Regions from separate parts of the Hordeum vulgare genome. Here region 2 is linked to region 1. Evidence: chromatin contacts called from public Hi-C data. All regions are on one chromosome and are shown on one strand. Each heading gives the region's core, a stretch centred on a gene start, on an enhancer-like site or on the middle of the called end of the contact. The rest is flanking DNA. Distances are from core to core; before and after follow the strand shown.

Region 1 (4,075 bases), core at 146-2,645:
GGTTACTGGTGGCGGGTAGCGGCCGTACTGTCCAGTACTGCTCTCCCAGGCCCAAAAGGGTGGCCGAGCGAGGAGGGCGCGTGCAGTGCGGGCGAACCGAAAATAAAGTTGGCGCACGGAAAGAGAGGGCGGACGGCGTCGGGGGAAAAGCCGTAGGGTTTTCTACTCCCAGCGACCTCGTGATGCCGTTTCACGGGGAGTGCGCCGCCGCCGGCACCTGTGGCCAGGATTGACCGGCCGAGGCTGTCTCCGCCGTCCGATCCACGCGACCTGGACTAATAACTCTTCCTTTGGTGGCCCTGCACGGAAAAATTATTGGCTCTCTCGCTCCAGTTTTTCCCCCTAACCACCGGGCTTGATGGGCCCGGTACGCCGGTTCGACGAACCAACACGTAAATAATTAACGATACCATAAAGATGGAGTCATTTCGAAGCCTAATTCGGACCCCTTTTTTGGTTATTATTTGGCCCCGATAAAACAGGAGATGTTTAAGTGGGCAAAAGCTTGCGGAAGAAACCACGGGCAAAACAAACGTAACGACCAGATCCAACCGTCTGCGTGGCGGGGCCAAAACGGGAGATCGGTTCCACAGACGGATTGAAACTAACGGAAGGATTCGAATGCGGCCGGAAAGGGAAAAAATTTGAGGTGCTACGCGCACACGAGGATTTTATAATAATTTATAGAGAGATGGTTGTACTTACGTCCGTCGTGGACAGCGTCGTCTTCCGTGGAGGCCGCCTTCCGCTCCGACGAATCTCCCGAGGAATCTTCGCCGTCCGCCTCCTGCTCGCGGCCCGCGTCGACGGGGTGGACGGCGACGTCGGGCTGCGCCTCCGGTATAGGCTCGGGCTCCGCGGCGACGGTGACGACGAGCTCGTCCATGGGCTCGTGGATCACCGTGGACGCGGCCTCCTCCTCGGAGTAGGCGGCGGCGGCGCGGGCGTCGGAGACGCGACGCAGCTCGGCGGCGACGTCGGCGACGGAGTAGAACTTCTGCATGTGGAGGACGGGGAACCAGTTGAGGCGGCGGCGGTGGAGCGCGGCGAAGACGGCGTCGTAGTCGGCCCCGCCGATCTGCGCGAGGTGGCCGCACAGCGCATCGATCACGGCGTTGGCGGCCGCGAACTCGCCGCGGTACCACCCGATCACGGCGTCCCTGGCCGCCACCTGATCCGGCGCCGCCACCGGTGACCCCGGGGCCCCCGCCGCCGGTGTCGTCATCCCTCCCGCGATCGCCAGGCTACCCGCTCCCCTCCCACTAGCCACTGGCTGTCCCTCCTCCTCCTCCCCGAATTTCCCTCCCCGGACGTGTGCGTGCCGCTCTCTCCGCCCAAGCTTTTTGTAATGGCGTCAAGGTGTTCGACGCCCGGCCTGTTCTAAATCGGCTTGGTATTGTGGGGAGCGCTTCTCTCTCGGGGGCGCGCCTATAAATACCCCCGGAGAAGAAGCGGCCGAGGGTACCCGTAGCCAACAGCGCCCAGGGGCGGGGTGACGTGGCGCCGATTAGCGGGTACGGGCGCAGATCCGACAAGGTGGTGGCAGCAGTTAGTTTTTTTTGGTCAGCCTCGCTTTGGTTGTAGGTGGCTCGACTCCACCCGGCCTACGGGGGCGCGTGTGGACCGCGCGCGCGCTGCACACAGAGAATGGGCTGCGCGGTTCGGCGCACTGGGACGTCACTCACCGTGGCGGATGGCCTCGGGATGCACTGTCGCGACGGCGTGAGCCAGGTCCTTGGGCCCGTCCTTGGACCGGGATACCGGGTGGCCATGCGTGGGAGCCTGGTTGGATCACGCACCATCCCAGCCGTCCATCTCAGGACCCCGCACCCTCGTTCGGTTTTTTGTTCTTGTTTGTGCAAGATATGATTGGGGACAGGCGAATAGGGAAGTTCTTTTTTTACTGTCTATTGGGTGTGACCGCGCATGGATAGGCTGTAGAGCCCTGTTTTGGGAAGTAGGTAATTCAATCAATGAATTATCCAGCTATTCGCATGCTTACACATTTGTAAAATTCACACGTTTTGACTTTTGAAGATGGGATATGCACAATGCACTAGACGTCCACAATGGTTTGACCTCAGCCTTCTCTTAGAGTTTTGTGTATGAGTCTCATGGAGATTTGTCTCTTTGTTATTAAAATAGGTGGCCTCTCAACTGATGAGAGCATTTACGGACGAACGTAGCAAATATGACTTCCTCAACATCCGCGGACACGTCCGGTCAGTGACCGGATGTGCCCCTATTTGTCCATCTGCGCATTCATAATTCTTATTTTCTTTCTCATATGTCCGATCACTTGCACATGATTGATGAAGAGAAAGAGAGAGAAAAAAAAAGATGGTCTAGGATGGGGTCGCGTCCTACGTGGCGGACTGACTGGGCACGCTCGGGCACGTCTGCGAGTCCTCATATCCTTCCTATATTTTTCCTCCATATGAGGGTTTCCGGACAGCCCGGGCGTATAGGGATGATATCAGGGATTCGATTGAGCCTTTTTTTTTCATTCTCTCTCCTGAGCGGGCGTGTCCACGGGTGTATCATAGGTCCTACATTGTGCGACATATCTTATTTTCATTGTGCAGATGTATCTTCTTTTCATGATGTATTTTTTGTAAAAGAGGGGGGGGGGGTGTTGTTCAAGAGCATTATAGCGACGATCATAATTATACACAACATTCTTAATATCAACAAGCTTCAATGTAACCAACATCCTTAATACCCTCGATAATCATGAACGTAGGTTGCGACCTACTCCTAAAGATTATGGGATTTCTTTCCATCCAGATACAGTGAAGCGCATGTAAGGCTAGTCATAGTGGAGGTATCTTAGCTGGTAACATACACTCGGGAATATCAAACATGCTGATGTGGCATAGAATTAAAGATGAAAGAGAGGGTTAGAGTAACATACGTAGATATCATATCATGTTAAATGTTATGCTACTTTGTGTCATGCATGACAATAAATAAAGGCATATATGATACTACTCGATGTAACTATGCACTATGAAGGTAATATCATACACTTGTATCATATGCATGATACTAATATATGATAGTCTCCATTATGAGTAGCCTAAGGCCATAGAGAACCTTCCCCTCGTGCAAGCTTCACACGAGACGCTAGCCTTGGTCCACCAAACAAAGATGGAACACTTGCCTCGATGTGCAAGTTATTGCACTCCTATTCTCCAGAGAACCTAGGCCCCCATAGCTCATGGGCGTAGGTGAGAGGGAGTGGCGAGCATATGGCCAATCAAGTCATCGACGTGGCGATAAGAGCAAGGATAATGACTGGGTGGTAAATTGTGCATCGCCAAATGACCATAATGGTTCAACACTGTGGGTCATGCATACATCTTAAACTTCAACGACGCCCTTGGTTTCCGCACAAGATCTTCCTAGCCATAGTTGGCCGACCCCACAAAAATCATGCGAAATGCTAGTGAGCAAAATGTTTCCATATCTGATTTTATTCGTCACATAATTATGCACATTAATTCTAAAAGATTTCTCATCACATTCGATGTCAATGCCCTTCGTCGTCGCGAGGGAAGCTTGTGGCTTGTGCTTTTAAGGTTGTGCGAGTTTTCTCCATTGAGATAGAACCAAACATGCATATGGCGATAGAGTTGAACCCTTTCCTAAGGCGATCACCAAGCGTGGAGCTAGCTTTGCTCCACCCTAGGAAGATGGAATCATTTGGCTAGGGCGAGGCAAGCTACTACACTTCCATTGAAACTAGACGACGCCTCCAAGGTATCCATGTGTACTGATCCAACGGGATTGTAGCACTCTGTGGAACCAACACAAAAAATGCAAGGGGAAACCAAAGGGTGTCGAGGTCAAAACTGGCAGATCTCGGATAGGGGGTCCCGAATTGTGGATTTTGGATCGATGGGTAATAGGAGATAGGGGAGACAATGTTTGCCCAGGTTTGGGCCCTCTTAATGGAGGTAAAACCCTACGTCCTGCTCTTGTTTATATTTATGATGGAGTATCGAGTACAGAGACGATCTACCTCGAGATCGTATTACGTGGTCTAAACCCTAGGAGTATTGATCTTAACCTC
Region 2 (3,881 bases), core at 1,339-3,838, 140 kb before region 1:
CAAGCACCACCGCGTGGATGTCTGGCCTCAGCCCCTCGACAAAACGAGTTAAGAAAAGAAATACGGATGAGTAGCTTCAGAGTAAGATATCAAATGGTTCATTAGGAACTCGAAACGCTCGATGAAATCAGCAACTGTGGTGCTTTGTTTGATGGCATAAAACTGGCGGATGAGGATATGGTGTTTATCGCGGCCGAAGCGGGTGCAGAGAAGGGAAGTAAATGACTCCCAATCCAGCCCAATCAATTTTTTCTAGACCGACTACAGCCAAATGCCAGCAGGGCCCGAGAAATTGAGGATGGCCATGGGAACGCGGTAAGTGTCGTGGACCATGAACATCTGGAAGTACTGCTCACAGAGCGTCTTCCATAGCTGCGGGTTTTCGCCCGTGAACACAAGGAAGTTCATGGATGGGGTGGTTGGCTGAGGGAAGGGAGGACTGGGGATGACAGGGAGGGGTGATGATGGTAAGCGGGAGGTGAGTCATACCCGTGAGCGGGAGTGCCGCCGGTGACACGGTAGTCACCGACGCCCCCCCCCCCCCCCCCCGGTGAGATCGACGTCGCCGTGGCCACTTGGCCCGTCTAGATCTCCTCGCGCAGGAAGCGACGGCGGGAGGGTGTGTGTCACTCCATTTGACGACGAAGGAGCGGTGGCGATCATGGTCTCCAGCTTCGCGAAGCGGGCTTCGAGATCCGACTTCCAGCGGAGTTGGTCATTGATCTGGGAGGATTGCGCCTGCAGTTGCTTGAGGACGGAGACGGAGTCGGACTTGGCGTCCCGAGGCATCTGATCCAGGTACTCCTTGAGTGCTGGATCCATGGCGGCGAGGAAGACTTGCCACGCGTGGACGCGTTGTCGTGTCTCCAGAGTGGGCGCGGCAGGGAGGAGTGATGGTGGTCTGTGATACCAGGATGTTAGGTACAAATCGATCTATAGTTCATGGTAGCAGATCTATAGTTCGTGATAGCATACAAGCTCGATTTCATCGGGATAGCCATGCGGATCTTGCGGAGGAGGAAGAGAGTGGGAGGGGAAGAGAGCCGTTGGTTCGTCCTTATCCAACTGGATGCGCACGACACGCTCAGGGATACAAGTAATGACGGATGGATCGTGCCGGGCCTAGGTGGCCCATTGGGGCCCAAGATACTTCGTGTTAGGCTGTGCTATCCGAAATGGCCTCGTCTGTGGGGTCGAACCCATGGTCCGCAGGTGCGGTGCCTTGTAAGCACGGTTGCTGACATATGATCTGTCAAATTCCTTGGCTCCGAACATTGCACACGAGTGCGGGTGCGCTTGCATTGATCTCTCTGTGTTCACTTCTAAAACTTTAGTCCAACAGAAAACCGGGGGGATTCGAAAAATTACTGTACTGTACAGTGCACGGCGCTCGACTGGATCACTTCTTGGAGATGTAGGCGTAGTACTGCGCCATGGGCACGACGAAGGCGATGACGAGCAGGCCGCCGACGACGAGCGTGAACTGCCCGCGCTTCTCGTCCGTCTCCTCCTTGCTCTTGAAGTTGGACTCCCGCTTGCTCTCCTGGAACGCCGGCCCGCCCGGGTCCGGCAGCCCGTCGATGGCCGCCACCAGCCGCTTCGCCGTCGAGAAGATCGCCTCGTTGTACTTCTCGTCCGTCGCCAGCACTGCAATGCAATGCATGCGAGCATATCAATCAAACGCTCATCTCATGCTCCGTCGCCGCCCTAGTGATGAACATCGTATACTATAGCATGCATCTAACGGTCATTATGGAAAGGGAGAGCTAATTGATTACCTGGGAGGTTCTCGGAGACGGTGGCGTCGAGGATGGCGTCGCCGATGGCCTGCACGAAGGCTGGGCCGCCGGTGATGGCGCCCTCCTTCTGGCTGGTGACGAGCACCACGATCCCCTTGTTGCTGCCCTCCTCCACCGTCGGGTACCACTTCTCCAGCACTTGGTCCGCGTACTCGAACGCGTCAGCTTTGCTCTGCACACACACACACACGTACGTACGTACGTACCCAGTGAGCAAGGGCACGCGTGAGCTTTTGGTAGCCGGCCGCCGGCGACGAGCCGCGCGCTTACTGATCGAGACACTGCACTGCACGTACCGTGAGCTTGCGGACGGTGACGAAGTTGATCCGGATGTTCTTGCGGGCCTCGAGGTCGCGGGCGAGGCGCTTCACGTCGGACTTTGTCACGCGGCTCAGCACGCCGGCGTCGTCCACCACGTACGTGTCGGCCGGCGGCCCGTCGTTGAGCACGTCGAACTCCGACGCCACGGCCGGCGCGGGCGCGGGCGACAAGGTCAGGGCCAGGGACAGCGCCGCCGCGGCGAGGCCATGGTGCAAGAACGACGCCCAGCTCCCGACGCCGCCGTCTCCATGCCAGGCGACGCCCGCCTGCGTCTGCGTCTGCTTCTTGAGCGAGCAGGAGACGGCGGACCTGCTGCACGGGACGGCGGCGGGGGCCGCTAGCTTCCTGGAGCCCCGGAGCGGGCCGAGCAATGCGGAGGGGGAGAGGAGGGTCTCCATGGCCGCGGAGCGGGGTGTGGGGCTTGTGAGGGGCAGAGATCACGCCGGAGTTGCTCTGCCGCGTCCATTTTGTTTGTTGTGAGCGGCGTCACTCGAGTCGGATCGTGATTGGGTGGCTGGGATTCTGGAGTCGGATAAGGCGCGGCTCCAGCGTGGACGCCCCGCCATGTCTGTCTCTGTCACAATGCGATGGAGTTTGCAGTTTGCATAGCTATATGGTTTTTTCTGCTGTTTGCGTCTACAGACTACAGGCATCGTGAACGGAAATGAAAAAACCCAAAGATAACCATAAACGGTTAGGGCTTGTTTGGTTCTCGCACCAACTTTTGCTTGCATCGCGTAGTTGGGCATGGCTGAGGAAAAAACATGTATATTTTTTAATATATGCATCTAGTTTGGTTGCTTGTATACCTTCTAGCCTGTACGACGTATAATGAAAGGTAACCTGTTTAGTTACCTGTTTGCTTAGGCGCAAACACAAGGCATAGTGTTTGGTTTGATGCAACGCCTGTTGTCTCATAACCTCTTCGACGAGGTGGTAAGATTACCAACATATATGGGCGCGTAGAAGAATCCAAAGGCACACAAAAGATAGCATATTAACATAGTTCTAAACCATAACAACCAGTTTTAAACATAGTACTATACTTAAACATAGCAGTTCTGAAGCAAAGCAACATGATATAGTCGATACTAAACCGGTTGGAGCAACGAATAGCCGTCCTAGACGTTCACGACAAAGGTGTCATCGTGCCTTCCGCACTTGGTCACTACTTCAATGGCGTCGTTGTTGAAGATGATGACCTTGAGCGTACTGGGAGTCAGCAACTTGAAGGTCACCATGTACCCGATTTTGGTCTGATGAACGGCGCCGAAGGTGGTTCAACCCTGTCGGGCAGTGACCATCCATGAATAGTCGGGGTTCGTCTTTAGCTCTAACTCTGTTAGCACGGTGAGGAAGTGCTTCGTGAAGTTTAGGGACATTGGTATGACCTCGAGCTTTGGGGCCATGATCACCTTGTAGAAGTGAGTTGGCCCACCCTCCTCATGTTAGTGCCCGTAGTTCCGACGCTTGTCGCTGGGGGGCTCCTCGGACACCACGTCGTTGTTCGTGTGCGGCACCTGAAAGGGCGTGTGCGGCACCATCTCCAAGGGCGGCACCACGTCCTTGCCCTTGTCCATGGGCGGCACAATGCAGTTTGCCTTCTCCATGGGCGACAACACCTCCTTGCACTTGTCCATCTCGATCTACATTATGAAGAGCACAAAGTTCAAAGGTTCATAGCCATTAAAACCTATCAGCCATAACCCCTTTATTTACCCATCCTCACGGTCACTACTTACCCACCACCTCACTCAGATA

Evidence for each region. A called contact is a pair of places that touch in the nucleus more often than the background predicts.
Region 2: a contact with region 1 is called in a Hi-C map of leaf, with 4 times the contacts expected there. The contact joins the promoter of LOC123441764 here to the promoter of LOC123441748 in region 1. A contact is called at or near these places in 4 of 6 Hi-C or Micro-C datasets (leaf and seedling) and 1 of 1 datasets of contacts at active chromatin or transcription factors (embryo).

The regions. Positions count from the first base shown.
Region 1 is chr1H:418,766,246-418,770,320 of MorexV3_pseudomolecules_assembly, reverse strand. It overlaps LOC123441748 (RNA demethylase ALKBH10B), which reads right to left and starts at 1,395. Exons shown (of 7, transcript XM_045118012.1): 1 at 706-1,395. The coding sequence starts at 1,225.
Region 2 is chr1H:418,906,243-418,910,123 of MorexV3_pseudomolecules_assembly, reverse strand. It overlaps LOC123441764 (UPF0603 protein OsI_019212, chloroplastic), which reads right to left and starts at 2,588. Exons shown (of 3, transcript XM_045118014.1): 1 at 2,096-2,588; 2 at 1,779-1,971; 3 at 1,262-1,647. The coding sequence starts at 2,518. The coding sequence ends at 1,400.